2 separate regions of the Zea mays genome follow, and region 1 is linked to region 2. Evidence: chromatin contacts called from public Hi-C data. All regions are on one chromosome and are shown on one strand. Each heading gives the region's core, a stretch centred on a gene start, on an enhancer-like site or on the middle of the called end of the contact. The rest is flanking DNA. Distances are from core to core; before and after follow the strand shown.

Region 1 (3,000 bases), core at 442-2,941, 130 kb before region 2:
TAATTGCTTTGTCACCCTTCATCTCCACTGATTTCGAGGGCTTCAACACAGTAATGTGCTTTCTCTGAGGTGATGTTGGTGCAGAACCGAGTCCCCCAGACTGCTTCGCAAAGAGAGAGTTAGGTTCTTCGAGAAATTTGAGAAACAGATCTTTGTTTGAATTCAGAACCTCAAGAGCATCGTGGAATTCCTTCGACTGGAGGATATTATCATGTGACGCAAGCCGCTTTGCTTCAACAAACTTCTGGCGGACAAGATCCATCCTTCTCTTGTCATGATCTTCACTCGGCCTCCTCCTCCTTGGATATTCATCACCTCTTGGTGGCTGGTACCCAACTTCGTAGACATCCTTGTACTCCACATCTTCGGCGGAACTCGTGTGCTTCTCAAATGGAATTTGGTTGTTTACTCTTGCCAGTGTAGCAGATAAATGGCCGTCCGGGAAACTCCTCCTGTTTGGGGGCACGACAGGCTTAGCAAGATCCACATTATCGTCAAGCCCCATCAGCCTCGCCACAACGTTAGTGGTCTTCTGATTCGCGTCCCCCTCCTTGGCCATTTCCTGAGCTATCAGCATTTTCATGGGCGTACCGCCCGATCTATCCGACGAGCTCCTCCTCGTGCTGCCAGTCAACTGCCGACATAGATCATGCTGCGATCAGCAGGCAGTAAACATTCGGCAGGAAATGAAGCACTGACAGGCACATGGCTGGCCGGTAAAAACCAGAGGCAGTAAAAAAAAATTCGGGGCCACTCACCGCCTTTGATCCGGCGTACTCCTTCCGCTCCGACTGAGTTCCTCTCACCGGAGAGCCTGCGAGGAGAAGATAAAAGATCCATAATTAGGGCCATCCCTTATCTTCCTGACGGAAGAATGATCGCGTAGGCAATCATGTGGGCAACTGATGGAAGCAAAATCATTGTCACTCAGCCCGGCAGTTGCGCAATAATACCATCTCTTGAGGAGACCTTGGCGCTGGCTCCAACGCTCAATTCGAAGAGGTTGATCATTCTTTATTCCTTGAAAATCCACCACCCCGGAAACAGCTGCAAGCCTGCAAGGAGAATCGCCTCCGCTAAACCATGGCTAATGCTGCCTGATAGAGAGAAAAAACCAAAGTTAAGAGAGATAAAGGACTCGCACTTTATTAAATCAAAGAACAGAGCGGCGAAGGGGCAATCGAAACGGAAGTGAAAAAACGAGGGTGCAGATCGAGCTGAGGAAAAAGAGTGTAGGTGGAACGGAAGAGAATTTTCAAAACGCACGGAGGCCCGTGAAGCGCCCCGAGCAAAAGGCGGCGTTTTCATGTATTCTTTTTTCGCCGACAAAAAAAAGTTGCCCAAACGCGGTGCGGCAGGAGACGCCAGGACAGGACGGCAAGATCCCGTGCCCTCCCGCGCCAATTCGCCTCAGTTCCGCGGGGAGGAGGCCAGCCAAGGCCGGAAGCCAGGAACGAGAACTGCGCGCAAGGAAACCGGATCAAGCGCGCTCCAGCAAGCACGTACGAGAGCCAGGGAAGAAAAAAGGAAACAAAAGGGCCGAGAGGACTGGAGGAGAGGCGAGGGCCGCACCGCACCAGCTGGAGAATGTCGGGGCGGCGAGGACGGCCTCGGCGGCGGCGACCGGTCGCCGGCAGCCGCGGGGGCCCCCCACCGGCGCTGTAGCGGGCGGGGTGGGGAGAAGCGAGACGTGGGGTGGGTGGGGGGTGCGCGCGTGCGTGGGTTCTCGAGCTTTTGTATCGTAGCGGAAGGATGGGAAGGGATGGGGGGAGAGAGCGGGCCGTGACTTGATTGCACGATTATTAACGGCGCGGGGGAGGGGTGGTGTTAAAACTTGAAATAAAAAAAATGAACTTAGTTACCGTCCGTCGCTTCGCCATTGCAGGTGGCCGTTGGATGCGGTAGTGGTAGTGTACTCTGGAGCGTATAGGAGGTGCTGTTTGCTATAGATGACGTCGCTGTAGCGTAGCCAGAGAGCAACGGTCCAAACAACGTGTAAAATTCGACCACGTGTGACGGCCACCGTCGACGGAGGCAGGACACCGTCTCTTTCAACAGTAGGGATCTTGGGGGAAAGAAATTACCAAAAAAAAAGAGACAAGAGAGGAGAGTGTTGTGAAATGTCACTGTACTAGTTATATCGACACACCGCGGTCCCGATTCGTAAGGATCCGACGAGGTGTTTGGCTGGCAGTGGCAGGTTAGCGATCCGGATCGGCCTTGTCTCCGTCTCGCATACGTCTCCACGACTACGAGAACGATGCCATCTACGAAATGCAACGCAACCGGCGTGTTGCGCTTGCGCGTCGTCTGGTAGTACGTAGCCCATCTGTATATATTAAATTATTAATGTAAGCGAAGCCGCCAAGCCTCCATGGTTGTTGGCTAATCGCTGGCCTCTACTCCTACTACCACTAGTAGCAGCAGCACGATGCCACCGTCACAAAAGCAAAACAAATTAAAACAAAACACTACAATACAAAAACGTCTTTCTCCGACCCGTCCCTGCTGTACTCCTACGTGAGAGACAAGGCAAGGAGAGGCCGTCGTGGACGCAGCAGAGCATGAGCGGAGCGCAGTGCACTACGCCACTATGGGAATGGGACGGACGAGCATGAGCATGGGCTGCAATGCTACATGCGCTGCAAATCAATCTCCTCGGCCCTCACTGCAACTGGAAAAAGTTCGAGCACACTGTGTGCACGGGCGGCGCCGCGAGCCCGCGACAGTGCGTTGTGTTGCATTGCGCGTGCACAGTTTTGCACTGTTGCCGCGTTGCTCGCCGGTGTGCTGAGCGCAGGAACCGATGCGTTCAAATTCGCGGCTGCCTGCTGCTGGCTGCATGTTCGTACATATAATGTGTGTCAGGTCAGCGTGTGTTGGCATGCCCGGTCGGCGGTCGCTGGCTGCACTGAGGCTGCACAGAGCCTTTTCGCCTGTGTCGACTACTATACTCCTACGCTGGGACTGGGGCTCTCTGTTTCCTTGCTGCGTGCCTCC
Region 2 (2,947 bases), core at 376-2,875:
CCACCACGCCGCTCGATCTGGCGACTGGCGGTGCGGTGGTCCGCTGCTGCTGCACGGCGTTTTCCGCGTTTGTTTGCTTGTTCCGTTGTGTTGTCCGCATCGCGCCTCTCTCTCTCTCTCGCCCTCGCTCGCCGGGACGGAGACGGCGAGGCCGGGGCGGCATCTTTCTGCTGGCTTTCCGGCATCTCGTCAGACCAGAGGGGAAAAAAGGCGCCTTTCCGGCCGTAACACTAACCCCCCTGTCTTTTTTTTATCACCCGTGTGCCATCTGTTTCTAGGATGGTAGGACGTGATCGATCCAACGTTTCGCAAGTACCACCACCACCACCGTGACTGTTCGGCCCCAGACGGACGCAACGCCAACCGTGCCTGCGTCGGCTCAACAATCATTGCCACGCGTACCCGGTATCCCGGCCAGGCGGTTCCAGTCAGTCCGCGGACGCCAAGAAGAATTTTTAGGTGCACGGAGTCCAGGTTCTTTGTTCATGACAATACTCAAAGCGAAAACGCAGAAGCATTGTCTCAACTGAGCAGCGGGTTCAGTTCAGTTTCTGAGGCTGTCTGAACTGGATTACAGCACAGCGCCAGCGCGCGCCCGCGTACACACAGACGACACATCTGTGACACTGTCGTGTTCCCTCCTGCGTACGAAGCGATCGCTTTTCCCCCCACTCGCTGCACGTTATCCCTGTCGCCTCCTCCTCAGAACGCCTCCCTTTTATTAGTAGTACAAAGAAAGATGTCCATAAAAATAAAGCCTTTTGTAATAAATGGTAAATAAAGGCGGATATTCTGCGACCTCCGCAAATACGCGCACAACAATCTTGTGCTCCGCTCGATATAAGCCTCAATCTCATAAGATAATGTGTGTATGTTTTCAGAAACAAAATCAACGTTTTAAAATTTTGACCAACAGTTCAGAAAAAAACATATATTTTTAGTGTATGTATGTTGTATACCTGAATTTATACTAAAAATACTTTAACGTAATACTTGATTTGTTTTTATTGATGTTCTATTTCACAGTAAATACTTTATCAAAAGAATATACGCCTCGTGTTTTATGGAACGGAGGGAGTATTTGTTTTCATGTATAGACAATAAAAACATATTAATCCTGTATAATAAAAATTTAATGCGGCATGCACGTCATGGTAGTAGCCGGAAGGCAAAGCCGGCTACGAACTCTCCTCCTCTATAAAAACCATCAATCGCCGTTCCATCTGTTTGCAAGCCGACCGAAACCAGGCAGTGGTGTGGAGTGGACACAACACAACAGGAGAGGAGGAAAAGGGAAAACGGAAATTCACTGCTACTACTCCGTCTCCGTACTAGCACGCCCATAACCTCTCTCTCTCTCCTGCCTCTCACCGCATCGTCTTCCTCTCCCCCCACCACACCCCCCACCCGCCGATCCATCCCCCAAAAGCCGAAGCCGAAACCGAAACCTCCCTCCGCACGCCACCTGCTACCACACACACACCCGCGCCGCCGCCCCCACGGCCGGCCGCGCGGAGGTGACTCGAGAAGGACGCAGGAACCAAGGAGAGAGTTTGGTGAGGGGATCAGAGACGTAACCCGCCCGGACCCGGGCTGCATTAGCCGGAATCCCATCCCAGGCGAGCCTCTCTCTCCCCTCCTCGAACCAGGCGCAGGCGAGCGTCTCTGCCCGCCCGCCTGCTGCTACCGCCAAAACGCCTCCTTTGTTGCCATCCGCCGATGCCGTAATCCGCCGCCCAAAGCTCTTCCTTTTTCCCTCTCTCTCGCCCGCGGCCGCACTCCCTGCCCCAGTGCCTGCCGTGGCGAGCCCAACCCCAATGCCTTTTAAACCCCTCCCCGCTCCCTCACTGATCCCCACCGCCTCCCAATGCCGCCCTCCTTCCCCTCCCTCCCGCTCCCGGAGGCCGTTGCCGCCACCGCCCACGCCGCGCTGCTCGCGCTCGCCGCACTCCTGCTCCTCCTCCGCGCCGCGCGCGCGCTCGCCTCCCGCTGCGCGTCATGCCTCAAGGCGCCGCGCCGCCGCGGGGGCCCCGCCGTCGTCGTGGGCGACGGCGCCGGCGGCGCCCTCGCGGCGGCGACTGCCGGCGCCTGGCACAGGGCCGTGCTGGCGTCCTGCGCCTACGCCCTGCTCTCGCAGGTCGCCGTGCTGAGCTACGAGGTGGCCGTCGCCGGCTCGCGCGTCTCGGCGCGGGCGCTGCTGCTGCCGGCCGTGCAGGCGGTGTCCTGGGCCGCGCTGCTGGCGCTCGCGCTTCAGGCCCGCGCCGTCGGCTGGGCCAGGTTCCCTGCGCTGGTGCGGCTCTGGTGGGTGGTCTCCTTCGCGCTCTGCGTTGTCATTGCGTACGACGACTCCAGGCGCCTGATAGGCCAGGGCGCGCGCGCTGTGGATTACGCGCACATGGTTGCCAACTTCGCGTCCGTGCCGGCCCTGGGCTTCCTGTGCTTGGTTGGTGTCATGGGTTCCACCGGTTTGGAATTGGAGTTTACGGAGGATGGCAACGGCCTGCATGAGCCGCTGCTGCTCGGCAGGCAGCGCAGAGAGGCAGAGGAGGAGCTCGGCTGTCTGAGGGTCACTCCCTACGCTGATGCTGGGATCCTCAGCCTTGCAACATTGTCATGGCTTAGTCCGTTGCTCTCTGTTGGTGCGCAGCGGCCACTTGAGTTGGCTGACATACCCTTGCTGGCGCACAAGGACCGTGCAAAGTCATGCTATAAGGCGATGAGCGCTCACTACGAGCGCCAGCGGCTAGAATACCCTGGCAGGGAGCCATCACTCACATGGGCAATACTCAAGTCATTCTGGCGAGAGGCCGCGGTCAATGGCACATTTGCTGCTGTCAACACGATTGTGTCGTATGTTGGACCTTACTTGATCAGCTATTTTGTGGACTACCTCAGTGGCAACATTGCTTTCCCCCATGAAGGTTACATCCTTGCCTCTATATTTTTT

What was found. A called contact is a pair of places that touch in the nucleus more often than the background predicts.
Region 1: a Hi-C map of bundle sheath shows a contact between it and region 2, with 1.8 times the contacts expected there. The contact joins the promoter of LOC100272791 here to the promoter of LOC100125659 in region 2. A contact is called at or near these places in 7 of 25 Hi-C or Micro-C datasets (bundle sheath, ear, endosperm and 3 more).

The regions. Positions count from the first base shown.
Region 1 is chr1:9,422,483-9,425,482 of Zm-B73-REFERENCE-NAM-5.0, reverse strand. LOC100272791 (Phosphatidylinositol N-acetyglucosaminlytransferase subunit P-related) reads right to left here and starts at 1,691. Exons shown (of 7, transcript NM_001360113.1): 1 at 1,573-1,691; 2 at 1,267-1,460; 3 at 954-1,097; 4 at 762-814; 5 at 1-634. The coding sequence starts at 1,011.
Region 2 is chr1:9,287,685-9,290,631 of Zm-B73-REFERENCE-NAM-5.0, reverse strand. It overlaps LOC100125659 (ABC transporter C family MRP4), which reads left to right and starts at 1,625. Exons shown (of 11, transcript NM_001112590.1): 1 at 1,625-2,947. The coding sequence starts at 1,868.